3 separate regions of the Mus musculus genome follow, and all the other regions are linked to region 1. The links are chromatin contacts, called in public promoter capture Hi-C maps. All regions are on one chromosome and are shown on one strand. The core of a region is the stretch at or near the end of the contact, and the rest is flanking DNA. Distances in the headings are between cores, read along the strand shown.

What was found. Promoter capture Hi-C pulls out the DNA fragments that hold promoters and counts their contacts.
Region 2: a contact with region 1 is called in a promoter capture Hi-C map of liver, with 2.7 times the contacts expected there. The contact joins the promoter of 4930579P08Rik here to the promoter of Taf7l2 in region 1. A contact is called at or near these places in 4 of 39 promoter capture datasets (the 3T3-L1 cell line, hippocampal neurons and liver).
Region 3: a contact with region 1 is called in a promoter capture Hi-C map of 3T3-L1-derived adipocytes, with 13 times the contacts expected there. The contact joins the promoter of Lgr5 here to the promoter of Taf7l2 in region 1. A contact is called at or near these places in 10 of 39 promoter capture datasets (the 3T3-L1 cell line, 3T3-L1-derived adipocytes, embryonic stem cells and 5 more), 1 of 484 Hi-C or Micro-C datasets (embryonic stem cells) and 1 of 115 datasets of contacts at active chromatin or transcription factors (stem cell-derived neural progenitor cells).

What each region holds. Positions count from the first base shown.
Region 1 is chr10:116,112,661-116,115,173 of GRCm38.p6, forward strand. It overlaps Taf7l2, which reads right to left and starts at 1,257. Exons shown (of 1, transcript NM_001161855.1): 1 at 1-1,257. The coding sequence starts at 959. The region is part of intron 2 of Ptprr (protein tyrosine phosphatase, receptor type, R); the gene reads left to right.
Region 2 is chr10:116,727,999-116,730,511 of GRCm38.p6, forward strand. 4930579P08Rik (RIKEN cDNA 4930579P08 gene) reads left to right here and starts at 1,255. Exons shown (of 3, transcript NR_131036.1): 1 at 1,255-1,454. It overlaps 1700030O20Rik (RIKEN cDNA 1700030O20 gene), which reads right to left and starts at 1,179. Exons shown (of 3, transcript NR_045345.1): 1 at 1,079-1,179.
Region 3 is chr10:115,586,524-115,589,036 of GRCm38.p6, forward strand. Lgr5 (leucine rich repeat containing G protein coupled receptor 5) reads right to left here and starts at 1,257. Exons shown (of 18, transcript NM_010195.2): 1 at 759-1,257. The coding sequence starts at 970.

The DNA.
Region 1 (2,513 bases), core at 7-2,506:
TTTCTCTCCTTGGAATGAATCAGCTTCTGAATTCCAAGAATTACTGAACTGCTACTTTCATTAGCTTCACACAAGCTAAACTCAATAAACTTGGCTTGTAGCTCTCTTTCCAGGTCTTCTTCAGAATCATCTTCCTCTTCTTCCTCTTCCTCCTCTTCATCCTCCTCATCCTCATCCTCTTCTTCCTTCTCCTCTTTTTCTTCTTCCTCCTCCTCATCTTTATTCTCTGGATCATCTTTGCCACTGCTGGAATCACTGAATGTGCTCTGAGGCATAGCACATGCTGATGAGGTATGATCACCTGCTTCAGGGGGCAACGGAACGTGTGAAGTGCAGGTTTGACTTGGTACTGCCTTGGTTTCATCATCAACAACGACTTCCCATCGGCTGCTGATGGCTTCAGCATCTGAGCGCAGCAGCCTCTTCACTTCCTTTTCCACATCTTTGGAATCAATGTAGGCCCTACAGCTTTCTTCGCCTTGCTTCATATCGGCGGGCTTTTTTGTTGGTTTGCGAAACCGTTTCTTTCTGACGTTCTTAAGTGGTGGAGTAATGCCATGCTTCCAGATATATTTTCCCTCTGCTTCCTTTTTGTTTCCCACTACAGTAGCACCAGCAGAGGTAGCTGGCTCTTCTGGGGACGTGTGGGGATCACCATCATCGGCGCTGCACAATAGCATCTGGGACACATCGGCTGTTTTATAAAAGGTTTTCCCATCGTGCGTTTTCAGGCTTCCAATAACACAAGGCAAATCGACAAGTTTGGCAGACAGTGAGACGCCATCTACCTGAACGACGGCACGGCGTGAATCGGGAGACAAGTCGATTTTTAGTTTCTCTCTCATGGCGGCATTTCCAGAACGGATGATCTTCCTGACCGCCGAAGCCTGTTCTGGGGGCAGCCGCAGTATGAACTGGTTCTCGAGTTCGTGAGGCGGTTCATCTCGGCTTTTGCTCATCTTGTCTCTTGGGCTTATCCGCGCCAGAGCTGAGGTGAGGCCGTGTGGCCTGGGGTCGACCTTCCTTTCCTGTGTCCTTGGGGGGGACAAAGGCTGGGCCCCGCGGGGCTCTGAGGGCTGCGGTGAGGCCGAGGCGCTTAGAGTTCAAGTCTGCCCTGCCCAGGGAGGCTCAGTCAGCGCGCTGGCCCCTGGCACCTCGTTCCTGTGTCCCGGGCCACCAGGTAGGCAGCTGGCCTCTAATGGCTTCCCCACACCTCGGCAGGCTTCGGTGGCCTCCGCTGGTAACCGCAGGGCCTCTGCACGTCACCTCGGGCCTCGCAGCCTCCTCGAGCCTCTGTTTGCCTCTACACCTCCTCGGGCCTCCCTAGTCCTCCACAGTCCTCCGCGGGCCTCGCGGCCACCCTGCACCTCAGGACACCACCTCAGGCCTCGCGGCAGTCCTGGGCCTCAGGACGCCACCTCAGGCCTCGCGGTCTCCACGTACCTCTATGTACTCCTCCACAGTTCTCTATGCGCCTCCCTGGTCCTCCTCGGTCGTTCCTGGTCCTCCTCAGTCGTCCCTAGCCCTCCTCAGTCCTCCCGAGGCCACCACAGGCGTCTGGCAGCCGCTTAACGGCCAGCGGTGAGCCTCGAGGCAGCAGACGCGCTTCTGCGTATGGACAGAAACTCACTTTGAAAAGGACCTCAGGCTCCGAGCACGCACTTCCGGTCATAGGCTTCCGGCTGAAGCACCTAAAGGCTGCTGTGTTTCCACCTAGCGGGACCTTCTGCTGCCGGGTTACTCCGGTGTTCTTTGTGTGGATTTCTTGTTTTGTTATTGGGTTTTTGGTTTTGTTTGTTTGTTTATTTTTATTTGTTTAGTTAGTTAGTTAGTTAGTTAGTTAGTTAGTTTGGTTTTTCGAGACAGGGTTTCTCTGTGTAGCCCTCGCTGTCCTGGAACTCACCTTGTAGACCAGGCTGGCCTCGAACTCAGAGATCCGCCTGCCTCTGCCTCCTGAGTGCTGGGATTAAAGGCATTTATTTGTCACTTTATACAGCAAACGCTGTGATGTATTTGATTGCCCCATGAGCTGTTAGCTTGTCGGTTGGCTGGGACTGTGTGCTGACTATCAGAATTTTCACTAAGCCCCCTCCTCACTAGCTATTATTTATTTATTCATTCATTCATTCATTTCAAGACTTTTAGACAAGGGCAGGAAGCTATATGGGCTCAGTGCTAGATAGAGATGTCCCAATCTAAACAGTAGCCGGTTATTCCAAAGGTCACAAATATGGGGAGGGGAGTAGGGATCTTTCTTAAACAACTACTTCATCATGGTATAAGTCGTAAATGCCAACCCAAAAAAAAAAAATTAACATTGGGAGCTGTTAGCTGGAAACTATAAGAATGGCACAATGACTCTTTACCCCTAAACAGCCCAGTGATAGATCACAGAAACCAGAATACAGAATTCTCTTTTCATCATCAAAGAACAACTACTTACTTCTGGAAAATAAAAATATTTTACCTCTGGTAAATACTATTTCCCAACCTATAGCCTCTAATTGTTTCTA
Region 2 (2,513 bases), core at 5-2,504, 620 kb after region 1:
TCAGTTTCTCTCTCCATTTTTCCACAGTCCTTGTTGCGTCTCCTTGTGAAGCCTGACTTGCTGGGGTTTGGGAGTGGGGCGCCGGGGGAGAAGAGGATGCCAACACTCACTTGAACAAGGGCTGCTCTCAGTCAGCTCGTTCAGATTACACCTCCAGTGAAAGATACTGAAAGTACTGGGCATTCTCCTGCCGTGAGCTTTGCGGAAATGATAGGCTGGCAACCCAAGAGAATAAGTTCAAGGCTAGCTTCACACGGGGACTGTAGGCTGCAGAAAAGTGCCGGCAGCTTAGGAATGAAGGCTGAGGGCAAGAAGGGCCAAAAACTCCAAGCGCACAAACTCCGCACACCCCAAAAGATCTGAGAGAGTATTAGAAAGACAAACGCGCCCCTTCTAGCTAACAGATGAGAACACACAGCCAGCCGGACCCGTTGGGAGGGAAAAGCGACCTGTGGCTGCTGTAGGTGGGAGAAGAAAAATCAGGAAACAACTTCAGCTTGAAAGAAGAGATGTTAGACACAAAGTAGTAAGACTAGCAGACGGTTCAGCGGCCAATCACACTGCTGCTTCCTTCAGTTTAAGGGGAAAAGGAAGTTACCCAAAGATGTTGTTTGCCCAGAATAAGAATTATAAGAGTATTGTATATTTATTTATTTTAGTTATTTTCAAACTGAACAAAGCGATACTTTCATCATCAGAAAGAGATGTTGTAATTGTGTTCTCTGTAAGAAATGTCTAGATTCTCTCTTTTTCTTTTTTTGACTTAAGCCCGGTGATGCACGTTTCTGTTTGTAGTTCATAAAGATCCTTTCTGTCTTTCACACTGACTAGTGGAGCCCTCAGAATGAACCCGTGGCCTCCATAGGGAAAGGGAAGCCTTTTCCACGGGAGGTTGGTGCTACAGGAGACCCCCTCCCATCTAATTGGCCTTGAAGGTAGTGTGTTGTTCAAGGTGAGCCTGCGCCTTACTCCTGTGGGAACCTGCTTTAGCTGGGCTTCCCTCTTCAGGCTGTCCCTTACCCTGCGGGTGGCCTAATAAATACAACTCCTTCATGGAACCTGACCCACCACCTCATACCTGTTTTCAGGCTGGCTCTGTGACAGAAACTGGAGAGGGAGGAGGAACGGGAAGGAATTGCCAGAGCAGGACTTGAAGAGTTAGGTAGACCAAGCTAGGAGGCGGGGGTGGGGGGTGGGGATAGGGGGGTGCGGGGGGGGGGGGGGTGGTGGGATGAGGCGGTTGGCTCCGCGCCTGCGCTGTAGAGGTCCAGGTCTGTGTACACAGGATGTCTGCAGCCTGGTCCAACAGCTGTCTATATCTCAGACCCAGTTGTGCCTTCTGCTCCTTGTTTTGCCTTCTCTTTGCTTGTAATGGCGAGCTCCCACACACACTGTGAAGGACTCTTTAGACCAGATTGTCTGTCTTTCTGCTCAGCAGCTCCAGCTGCCCGAAGGTGGGATGAACCTGTCTGCTCTGGAGCCAAAACTAGACCATCCCTCTCCCAAAATTTGCATCCTAAGGAGAAGCCTCGCAGCTTGGTCTCAAATAGAGTATAATTCTATGTATTCTTAGAAAGGGGGACACCCCACCCCACTCCCACCCCAAGCCAGGCCTGATAGTCTTGATTGTACGTTTTTTTTTTCCTTTAATTTTTTTTTTAATGAGTGCTTTAACTGAATGTAGACCTGCATATCAGAAGAGCAGAAGAGGGCATCAGATCCCATTACAGATGGTTGTGAGCCACCACTTGGTTGCTGGGAATTGAACTAAGAACCTCTGGAAGAGCAGACAGTGATCTTAACCGCTGAGCCAGCTCTCCATCAGATGTGGGGACTTGTAATCTTAGCTACTTGGAAGGCTGAGGCAGGGGGATTGAAAGTGCCAGATCTGCCTGGGCTACAGAGTGAGTTTCGGGGTCAGCCTAGGTGACCTAGCAACATTGTCTCAAAATAAGCCCAAAAATCTGTAAAATCAAAAGGTGAAAAGAATAGGAATATCTCTCTGTGGTAGAGAGCTTGGCTCACACATCTAAGTCCCTGGATTCCATGGTTCCATTCGAGAGAGAGAGAGAGAGAGAGAGAAGGGGGGGGCAAGGTAGGGGGGAACTTCTCTGGAGGAGTGTGTGAATTAGAATTTAATAAACAGATGGCTTTCTGGATCTATGAAAGACAGAGATTACAATACCTACACAAAAGGCTTTTCGGGTGTGAAGTGCCACAGTGCACATAACTAGCCCAGTGCTACAGAGAGAGTGGGGGGGAGACACGAATGTATCACGTGAGAAACTCCTGTGAACACAGCTAAAGAAAATTCGTTCCCTTAGTGTCCTCTCTCCATTTAACAGCTTTTTCAGTCTCCCGTCCACGTGCCCTTCCCCCTCCCTGTTTCATCTCATTCTGCCTCTGTCTCCAAGCAATCGGGAGATGACAAGTGTTTGTGGAAAGATCCACACCCTGATTGGAACAGCTGCCTTCTCAAGTGGGCCTGACTCAAAGGTGCCCACAGGACAGTG
Region 3 (2,513 bases), core at 7-2,506, 530 kb before region 1:
CAGGTCCCCCTTTGGATGTCAGCGGCGCCCCTGTTTACCCGCCCGGCTGCCTTCAGCCCACTTCCCTTAGCTGCGGCGGGGGAGGAGATGGTTAAAGATTACAATGTGGCCGGCGGCACTTCAAAGGGCGGTTCGGCCAGCCAAAGGTAAAGATAACGTTCTGGCAGCTCTAATCGGGGGTTTGTGGTTGCCACATTTTAATCACTTTGTTTAAAAAAAAAAAGGAAGAAAAAAAGAAAAGAGATTTCACCACACTCCAGTGTGTGGGGGGGGCGGTGTGTGCAGAGCAGCACCCCCCCGGGGGGGGGGTTGAAGAAGTTGTGTTTCTCTTGCAGGGAAAGTTTTTCAGCCCAGACGCAGAGGTCGCGCCTGTGAGCAATAGGACAGCCTGCCCTTGGGTCCCAGGTCCCTGAGCACAAACCCCCACTCAGCACACAAATGCGCACATTCGGAGGGACTGGTCCTGCGTCCTGCCAGGCGCGGCACTGCAAAGCAGCCTGCGCACCGGCTCTCTGCCCCAGTGCGCTTTAAGCTCCTTCTCCCAGGGTACAGAAAGCTAGGCTCTGCTCTGTCAGAGAGAGAGACACGTGCCTTTCTCTGGAGGCACAACAGGTCTGGTCAGAATGCCCTTGGCAAACTCGCCTGCCCCCTCCGGAGCAGGCGTGTGCCTGTGGGGAGCCCCAGCCGAGGTTTCCCACCTATACCCCATCCCTTTTGAGCTCGGTGCCCGCAGCGAGGCGGGGGGGGGGGTCACTTACAGGTAGGAGGTGAAGACGCTGAGGTTGGAGGGCAGCTCCGAGAGCCCCAGGTCCGAGCAGTCCACCCTGAGCAGCATCCTGCCATCCAGCTCACAGTGACAGTGTGATGGGCAGCCCCGCGGTATCGCATCTGGTCCCGGTGAGCTGCCGGCGGCCACCAACTGCAGCAGCGCCAGCAAGGACAGGAGCATGTGGACGCAGGAGGTGTCCATGGTGCCCGAGACTGGGAGCAGAGAGCAGGGAGCCTGTAGAGGGCAGCGCCGGGGCTGATGCAGAACCGAGGCGCTCCGGGCTCTTCTCCACCGGCTTCTGCAGCTCACCAGACGTCTGCAACCCCAATGGGCGTCTGCCGGGTCGTAGCCCCGTGGGGACCGCGCAGAGAATCGTGGTCCCACCGGCCTCGGGAGCCCTCTCTCTGAAGTCGCCGCAGTGGCTGTGAGCGTTGTTGCTGCTGCAGGCGGTCTGAGCTGTGTGCAGCAGCATCTCCGCTCGCACGCTCCTTTTTTAAAGCGCTCCAGCCAAATTGCGCGCCCAGTGACGTCAGCGCAGCCCTGCTTTCCAGGCACCCCGAGCCCGGCCTCGCTTTCCCTCCTCCCTCCCACCATCCCTGGACCCGGCTGCGCGGGCGGCTGGCAGCCTGAGGTCTTGGGGAGTGCTGGGCGCTTCCAATGGGTGGGTACCTGCACCCAGCGTCCCGGGCCCGGCAGGGGTCCCCCACCTGCACCCATCCTCTACAGTTCCTGGGTACCCGCGACTGAGATGTGAAAGCTAAAGGGGACTTGCTTCAAAACAACCTAAGGGGACACTTAGGGACTGAAAGATAACACAGGCTTTCTCTGGTCCATGTCAGATAACCTAGGGGGATGCATGCAGTGCTTGTTAAAAGGACCAAAATCTGATCCGAAAGATTGGCATCACAGAAGGAGAGCAGGAGTCCCCCGGGAAGATGGGTGGCCTTTTTGATCCTTCCATCAGGGCGCTGTCTGGCTCCCTCTTGCTCAACTATCAAAGCCTCAAAGAAATCGCTAAACAAATAAAACTAGTAAGCTGGTACTCCAGGGTCCTCCCAATTCACCCTGGACCAGGGAAGCAAACTGGCTTTAAAAAGGCAGCGGCCTCGGGGTGGGGGTGATATTCTCACGCTGTTCACTTGTGGAGGGATCTTAAAACCAAGAGCCACCCCACTCAGGTGAGTCTCCTAGGCCTCCTTTCAGACACCTTGGAAGAACACTAATGAAAGAAGGAAGTTCTTACACACCAACAGGGAATTCTGCTGGGAAAAAGGATGAGAAGAAAGAAGAACCTGAAGATTTGGTTCTCCCTCCCCCCCTCCATTCTTCTCTCCCTCCCTCTCACTCTCCCTCCCTCCCACCCTCCCTCCCTCCTCTTCCCTTTTTCCCTCCCCCCCTTTTGGAACTAGACCTCAGTGAAGTAAAAGTCGACCACACCTGAGCGAACAGCTGTGGATTTCAGGCCAAGCCTACTTTGCCAACTTTCCCCTCTGGACCACAGGAAGTCCGGTAGCCCTTTGGCATTCAAGTCCACCTAGATTTGATTCTTAGTCTGTCCAGTGGAATTTATCTGAGAAACTGAATTTTAAAAGCAGGAAGACTTTCCTTTATGTGACATATTTATCACCTTTTAGTCCTAGGAGTGGTTCCTAAACTTGCCTCTTCACCTGCCTGATATAGCCATATACGGATACATGCATATTTATGAACTTATATTATTTCATTTGAACCTATAGTCCGAGTA